Linked DNA regions of Mus musculus: region 1 is linked to region 2. Evidence: chromatin contacts called from public promoter capture Hi-C data. All regions are on one chromosome and are shown on one strand. Each heading gives the region's core, a stretch centred on a gene start, on an enhancer-like site or on the middle of the called end of the contact. The rest is flanking DNA. Distances are from core to core; before and after follow the strand shown. Region 1 holds the start of Treh (trehalase (brush-border membrane glycoprotein)). Region 2 holds the start of Pdzd3 (PDZ domain containing 3).

Evidence for each region. Capture Hi-C pulls out chosen DNA fragments and counts their contacts.
Region 1: a contact with region 2 is called in a promoter capture Hi-C map of adipose tissue. The contact joins the promoter of Treh here to the promoter of Pdzd3 in region 2. A contact is called at or near these places in 2 of 39 promoter capture datasets (hematopoietic stem and progenitor cells and liver) and 3 of 9 other capture datasets (adipose tissue, liver and macrophages).

Annotation. Positions count from the first base shown.
Region 1 is chr9:44,671,875-44,674,913 of GRCm38.p6, forward strand. It overlaps Treh (trehalase (brush-border membrane glycoprotein)), which reads left to right and starts at 1,359. Exons shown (of 15, transcript NM_021481.3): 1 at 1,359-1,466. The coding sequence starts at 1,387. It overlaps BC049987 (cDNA sequence BC049987), which reads right to left and starts at 386. Exons shown (of 2, transcript NR_165440.1): 1 at 268-386.
Region 2 is chr9:44,249,924-44,253,192 of GRCm38.p6, forward strand. It overlaps Pdzd3 (PDZ domain containing 3), which reads right to left and starts at 1,541. Exons shown (of 11, transcript NM_133226.2): 1 at 1,517-1,541; 2 at 1,075-1,102; 3 at 860-933; 4 at 328-539; 5 at 1-109. The coding sequence starts at 1,532. Nlrx1 (NLR family member X1) reads right to left here. Exons shown (of 10, transcript NM_001163743.1): 10 at 2,790-3,269.

The sequences.
Region 1 (3,039 bases), core at 109-2,608, 420 kb after region 2:
CCCAGCAGTCTCAATGTTAAGGCACGTCTGTCAGCTGCACTTAACCACCCCAGATACCATAAACTCTCCAAGCCCCCGACACTTGCAAGCAAACCAAAAGTTCAAACAGACTTACAGACTCAGACTTTGACAAACAGCAAGGCAAACAAGAAAGAACCTTGGTACCTGCTCGAGACCTCTGATTCACGGCTCTCTGGTGTGTCCTCACAGGAGGTCGAATTCCCAGCCCATGCACCAAATGTAAGACTCTAACGAGCCTTAGCTTACCTGGGACCCCTACCCCTGCCACAGTGAACAACTTGGAGCTAGGGATCGATGCAAAAGCAAGAGGAATTTATTGTTCCAGTACACTGGGGTCTTCCTGCACCTGAAGGAAAGGCAGCAACCTTGGGCAGCCCGTTTGGCCAGTTTTTATACAGCTTTCAGAGGTAGAATAGAGCAACAGCCACTAGGCACAACGTGATTGGTAGAACAGTGTGACTTTTAAACTGATTGGTCCTTAGGGAATGGGGTGGCAAGGGCTTTCCTTGTCTGTGGGGGCAGCCAATGGTCTGTCTTTGTACTCTGGGCTTCCCTTATCTGCAGGTGGTCAGTGGTTAGTCCCTGCTGTGGTCTGAGGAATGGGGTGCCTGTGTGCTCTATGAACTTTCTCTTCCAGGAGGGGAGGGGTCTGGTGGAATTTGTCAAAGTTCCTGAGCTGACCTCTTCACAGCAAATGTTCTTAACCTCTGAGCCATTTCACCAGCTCCTTGGCAAAACCTCTTCACTAACTGGTGCCAAAATGTCCCTCCAGCCTGTCACACAACTTTTGCACCAAGTCTCTGGATGTCTCATGTGATGGCATGGCCTCCTGACTATTCCTCAGGACTCAGTGCAGACATCATCTTATGGTGGGGCTTCCTGATCCATCCCCGAGAGGTTGTCCTGTGTCCTCACAGGGTCTCCTGTAGATAACAGGGAGTTTGATAAAGCTTTGGAGAAGACTTGAGCCATTCTGTTTTAAGTGATAAAGAAATGGTCCCTTCTGGCATTAGAGACTAGGGAGCCACACACAGACTCAGTGTCTAAATCATACTTGGGTGACCTCAGTTGTGGCCCTGGCCCTTGGGTGCCCACCCATATAACTCTGAGCAAAGTCCCTGAGCATGTAATACCAGTTAGAATTGAGAAATGGAAGAAAGTGGCTGATGGGGTAGTGAGCACTGTAGCTGGAGGGCAGAAGTGGTAAGCAGTCCACAAGAAGTTGAAACACACATCTCCCCCCTCAGGTGGCCACACCTCATAGCCTGGACTTTGGCTGACCTGGGTAGGCAAGTGAGGCAGGCCGTGTTCAGCAAGCCAGAGGTGCCAGGGTTTGCTCATTCCGTTCTAGGCACCGTGCCCAGGATGACCTGGGAGCTGCACCTGCTGCTTCTGCTGGGGCTGGGACTTAGGTCCCAGGAGGCCCTGCCACCACCCTGTGAGAGGTAGGGAGGTGGAGAAGCTGTGTGTGTGGGGGAAGACAAGGGTGGAAGGCTGGGATGAGAGCTTACCCTCTGAGGACCAGCCTCTCAGAGGATAAAGAAGGAAGAAACCAGGCTTGTAGGGGTAGAAGGACCAAAACCTGACACCAAACTCACTGTGTTGGAACGAGGTGGAACTTTGAGGCAGGCCTATGTATAATTCCAGAGCTGTTGACCAATGTCTGCCCTCCGTGCTGCTGACCAGAGCTCACCAGCCAAGCAGCTCCTTGGACCAAGCAGGGCTGTTCTCTTCACTGTTCTAGCAAAGCTTGCCTAGCTTAGCGTGAGGGGAGTCTAGGTCCTGTCAAGAACTTACACATAAGTTCAGCCTACCTTGCTGCTCTTTCTGTGTCCCAGGGCAAGTCAATCCTTTCTTCTGAGCCTCAGCTTCTACCAGCAAATACAAAGATGGGGGGGGGTCACTCTACTTCCTGGGTCTGGAACTGTCATTCTCTCTTCCACTCGGACTCATGGAACCCTCCCTCCACCAGTTCTTGCAAGAAGGGTAAAAACAAGGCCTAGGATGGTGAAGAACAAAGAGAAGGTAGGAGCTAAGTAAGCAAGGAGGAAGCAGAAGGGGGTGTCTCAGAGGATGCAATGGGCCGATGGAACGTGGAAGGAGCCATCTTGAAACAGAAGTAGGGAGCAGGGCAAAGGCTCTGAGGTGTCCTCCAAGGGTCACAAAGTCCCATGTGGCCTGGAAAGAAGCAGAACCAGGCTATGAGGTGGAGATAGCTCTAAGGAAAGGAGACCAAGCCCTGCGGACTTGGCAGGACTGGGCTGGGGCTGGGGGGTGGGGCTGAGGAGCCGATTAGGGATGCATGAAGACTGAGCTGTGACTTACTCACTGATGCCCAGGTGTGCAGTATGGAAGGATCTGGAATAATCCTCAGGACTTATTTGTTCACCAGTAGGCAGGACACAGAGTGGCTCTTCCATCCAGTCTCTTGTGTCCTGTTGGGCTATTTGCAGAGTGCCTACCATGAGTGCCGCTGTTTGTCCCTGAGAGCATGTCAGTAGTCCACTTGGACAGTCACACGTGTGCTTGTAGACTCTCTACAAAGAGAGTTACAGGACAGCTAGAGCTACACAGAGTCCCTGTCTCAAAAACAACAACAAAAACCCAAACAGCCACTGAAGGCACAGATGTATTAGGGTAGAGTCCAGGAGAGAAGAAACTCAAACTTCCAGCAGTCTTCTTCCAGAAGATGTGCCCAGAAAGTACCAACCAGGAGTCACCCCTGAGTCTTCATGTTGAGTTTCTTGAGATCCTTCACAGAGACCCCTGTAGGTCTCCAAAGATTAAGCTGACATTGGGTGGCCTATTGTCCCCATCACAAATGTCAGCGTTAGCCTAGGATAGCCAGCGTGCTCCAAGTTCCATCAGGCAGCATACTCTGATATCTTAACCCTGTTCCCTCAGGTGGCTCTGGGACTTGGCGACGTGGCCACCTGTGCGGCACCATTTTTTTGCTGTGTGCTGAGGAATCTGGTCTTCCTCCTGGGTTCATGGCAAGTTGTCTCTCAGCCCTTGGCA
Region 2 (3,269 bases), core at 291-2,790:
GACAGAGGAAAGCGTCACTCCCCTGCAGAACACGCGCCACATCATGCACGTGTTGTGCCAAGACTGTCAGCAATACCCGGGGACCGCTGGCCCGGATGTAGCGCACTACCTATAAAAGGGGACACAGGAGAAAAAGGTTGGCCCTCTGAAATCCCAGGATCCCCTAGAACGTGCGTTTTCACTGTGAAACCCACGTCTGTAGTTGCCTTCACTCAATCTTTCTCCCTAGGTACCTCCAAATCATGGGGTCTGAGGAGAGTGAGGCTTGGCCCATGAAGTGCTATGGAATGTTCTTTTGTACCACGAGGAGTCCCAGCCCAGCCTCACCACCGCGTGGTCCTCATGTGCCACAATATTATTGTTCACCGCTAGGATCCGATCTCCTTCCCGGAGACCCTGGCGCTGGGCTGAGGTGCCCGGATCGACCCTGCACACCACATGGTCAGCCTTGCCTAGATGCTGCTGCAAATGGAACCCAAAAGTCTTTTCCTCCTCCTTGCTCAACAGACAAAAGCGAGGCCGGTGCAGGTTCCAGGGATCTGGAGGAGGAGACAGGTAGCAGAAAAAAAAAAAAGAAGGAGGGGGCACAGCCCTGGTACAGGGGCATCAAAAGACTGGCAGACCCTGCTTTCCTGTGAGAGCGCTGGTCAGCTTCCAGCCAGTGAGAGGGCGGGCTTTATAGCTGAATGAACTCTGCGTGGGCTGGGAGGCTAAAGCAAAGGGATGTCTTCCCCCTCTACTTCTGCTTAGTTACTGATATCAGAGGGAGGCAGTTAGCAGTTACCAAGGAGATAGGAGGCTGTGTGGCACCCTAGTGTCTCTAGGGAAAGGAAACAGTTGCCAAGGGTGAGGGGGTTACCAGATTGGTCCTGGTCTTCAGCGAGGGAGAGGACAGGATTGTCAATGCCCAGCCTTGGATTAAACTTAAACTTCCTATAAGGAGGCAGGAGAGGCAAATAAGAGGTGCTGGGAGCTGGACTTGGGTCCCAGATTCTACTTTAGGTGCTGCTGCCAGCTGAGAGTCGTCCCCCCCACCCCCTTCAGTTGTTCTTCTCCAGCCCTCAGACTACTTACAGAGTTAACAAGGCCGTGTCCCGAAGATCTGCGGGACAAAGGAGAGTGAGAGGAGAGACACACTCCCCACCCCACCCAGAGACGGGACTCTCGTGATAAAAAACCAAAAAGGTTTAGGAGAAACCCAACCCCTTTCCATTCTGCTTCTCTGTCTTCACACACACACACACACACACACACACACACACACACACACACACACACACACACACACGGGTGCTGACTCCCCTGTATTTTCCTCCCCCAGTACTGTGGAACATAAATCTGAGCCTATCAGCAGAAGGTGTGGGCCAGGAAGATAGATCTATAAGCCCACCTCATTCCTATTCCTATAGGGCTCCAAGCCCCGATAGCAAGTGTGTTCTAGACCCAGAGATTCCAAATCTGCCCCCTCTGCCGCCACCCCAAAGTCCCCTTTCAAGGATATCGCCTTACTTCCTACCTGCAGCTGCCTCCATAGTTGGATCACTGACCCAGGACTTAAGAGTAGGGACAAGGTTCATTATAACCAGCTGACCCTCCCACCTGCCCCCTCCCGAGTCACGCCTTCTTGAAGACGCTGCAAGGAAGCATTGGGGTAATGGTTAACAGCAATGGGACTTATTCTCTGCAAAGTGCGAGTGTAAGTTCCTTCTGCCCCCAGGTCTTGCGCCCTACCTCTTACGACGCTCAGTTGCTCTTATGCACAACAAAAAGCAGGTTACTGTCATCTCAAGCTGGGGGCAGTAGGTATGAAGGGTTAAAGGAATTCGAAGGCCCAGCAAGAGCAACCCCATCCCAGGCGCTCACACCCGGGCCTTCCAGCAACAAAGTTATCTAAAGATTCTTGAGCCTCTCCTTTTGCCTATCAGACTATTCAAACGATGGATCTCAAAGACTGGAATTCCTTCAGGAATCTTAAACTGGGCAAGAGAGAAGATGAAGCCCCGAGGCCAGCCAGAACTTGTCTGCCAAGAAGAAGTTTCATGAAGTTTGGACAATTTGTCAGACCACGGAGTTGGATGGATGGACTGGAACAATCACTCAGTCCTGATGGGACTGCTCAGCACACTAAAGTCCACGGGTGCACCCTGAAAGATGAGCTCTTGGGTTGGGATTGTCACCAGACCTATTTATTTGTTTCTTTCCCAGGGTGACCACCTCAAACAAATCTCTTTTCTCTGCTTTCCTAAGCTTTATTTTTGTTCATTTATTTGTGTGTGTGTGTGTGTTTGCATGCATGTGTGAATAAGAGTGATGAGAGAGAGACAGAGAGACAGAGAGAGAGAGAGAGAGGCAGAAGGTACAGTTGCTCCACAGAGGCCATGAGAGTATTGGATCTCCCCACTCATCCCCACCTCCCTACCCCCCACTCATCCCCACCCCCTACCCTCCACCCATCCCCACCCACTCCCTACCTCACCCCACCCCACCCCTGCCGTCATGTGGTTGCTGGGAATTCAATTACTGTCCTCTGGAAGAGCAAGGCGTATCTGAACCTGCTGAGCCATCTCTCCAGCCCTTCTTCTCTGCCTTTTCACTATTCTCTTTTTAGCTTACTGAGCATGTGTGGCAGAGCTCAGCTTGATGGGGATGCAAGTGGCCAGGCATTAACACCAAGAACTCCAGCAACAGGACGCTACTGCCTGAGTCTGGTGGCCAGGGGCCATCTGCAGTAGAAGGTAAACCAGATTAGCCCTTTCTTGGAAGCACCAGGCAAGGAAGTGGAGACCACAGGGGTGGAAGACACACGGCTTTTTAATAGCAGCAAGGTGGGCCCACTTGTCCCTAGTAGCCTTGGAGCCATCGATCCTGTGCATTTGAGACTGGGAAAGCACCAGTGTGAGGGCACTCTGTGCCCAGAGGTGAGCGTAAGGCAGGATGGAGAGCTGTCCAGTACATCTGCTGGCTGGCAGAACCCCCCAGCATAGCAAACACAATCAGAGGAGGAAGAGGCAAGACTGGCGGTGGCATCACAGGGCAATGTGGCCACTAACGTGCCATACCCTTAGTCCTTCTAGGCTAAGGGAGAAGTGACATGTTCCATATCCAAGTCCAACATCAATTCACCGCATTTGACCTTGGGAACTCTAGGCTGGACTTGTTGGGGGTGGGGGCAGCACAGTTTCACCCATTGCTTTGACCGCAGAATTAAAGGGATCTTTCTGGAAGGAGTTGTACAAGCCAGGAAGCCACAGAGGGAGCCAGTGGTCCCA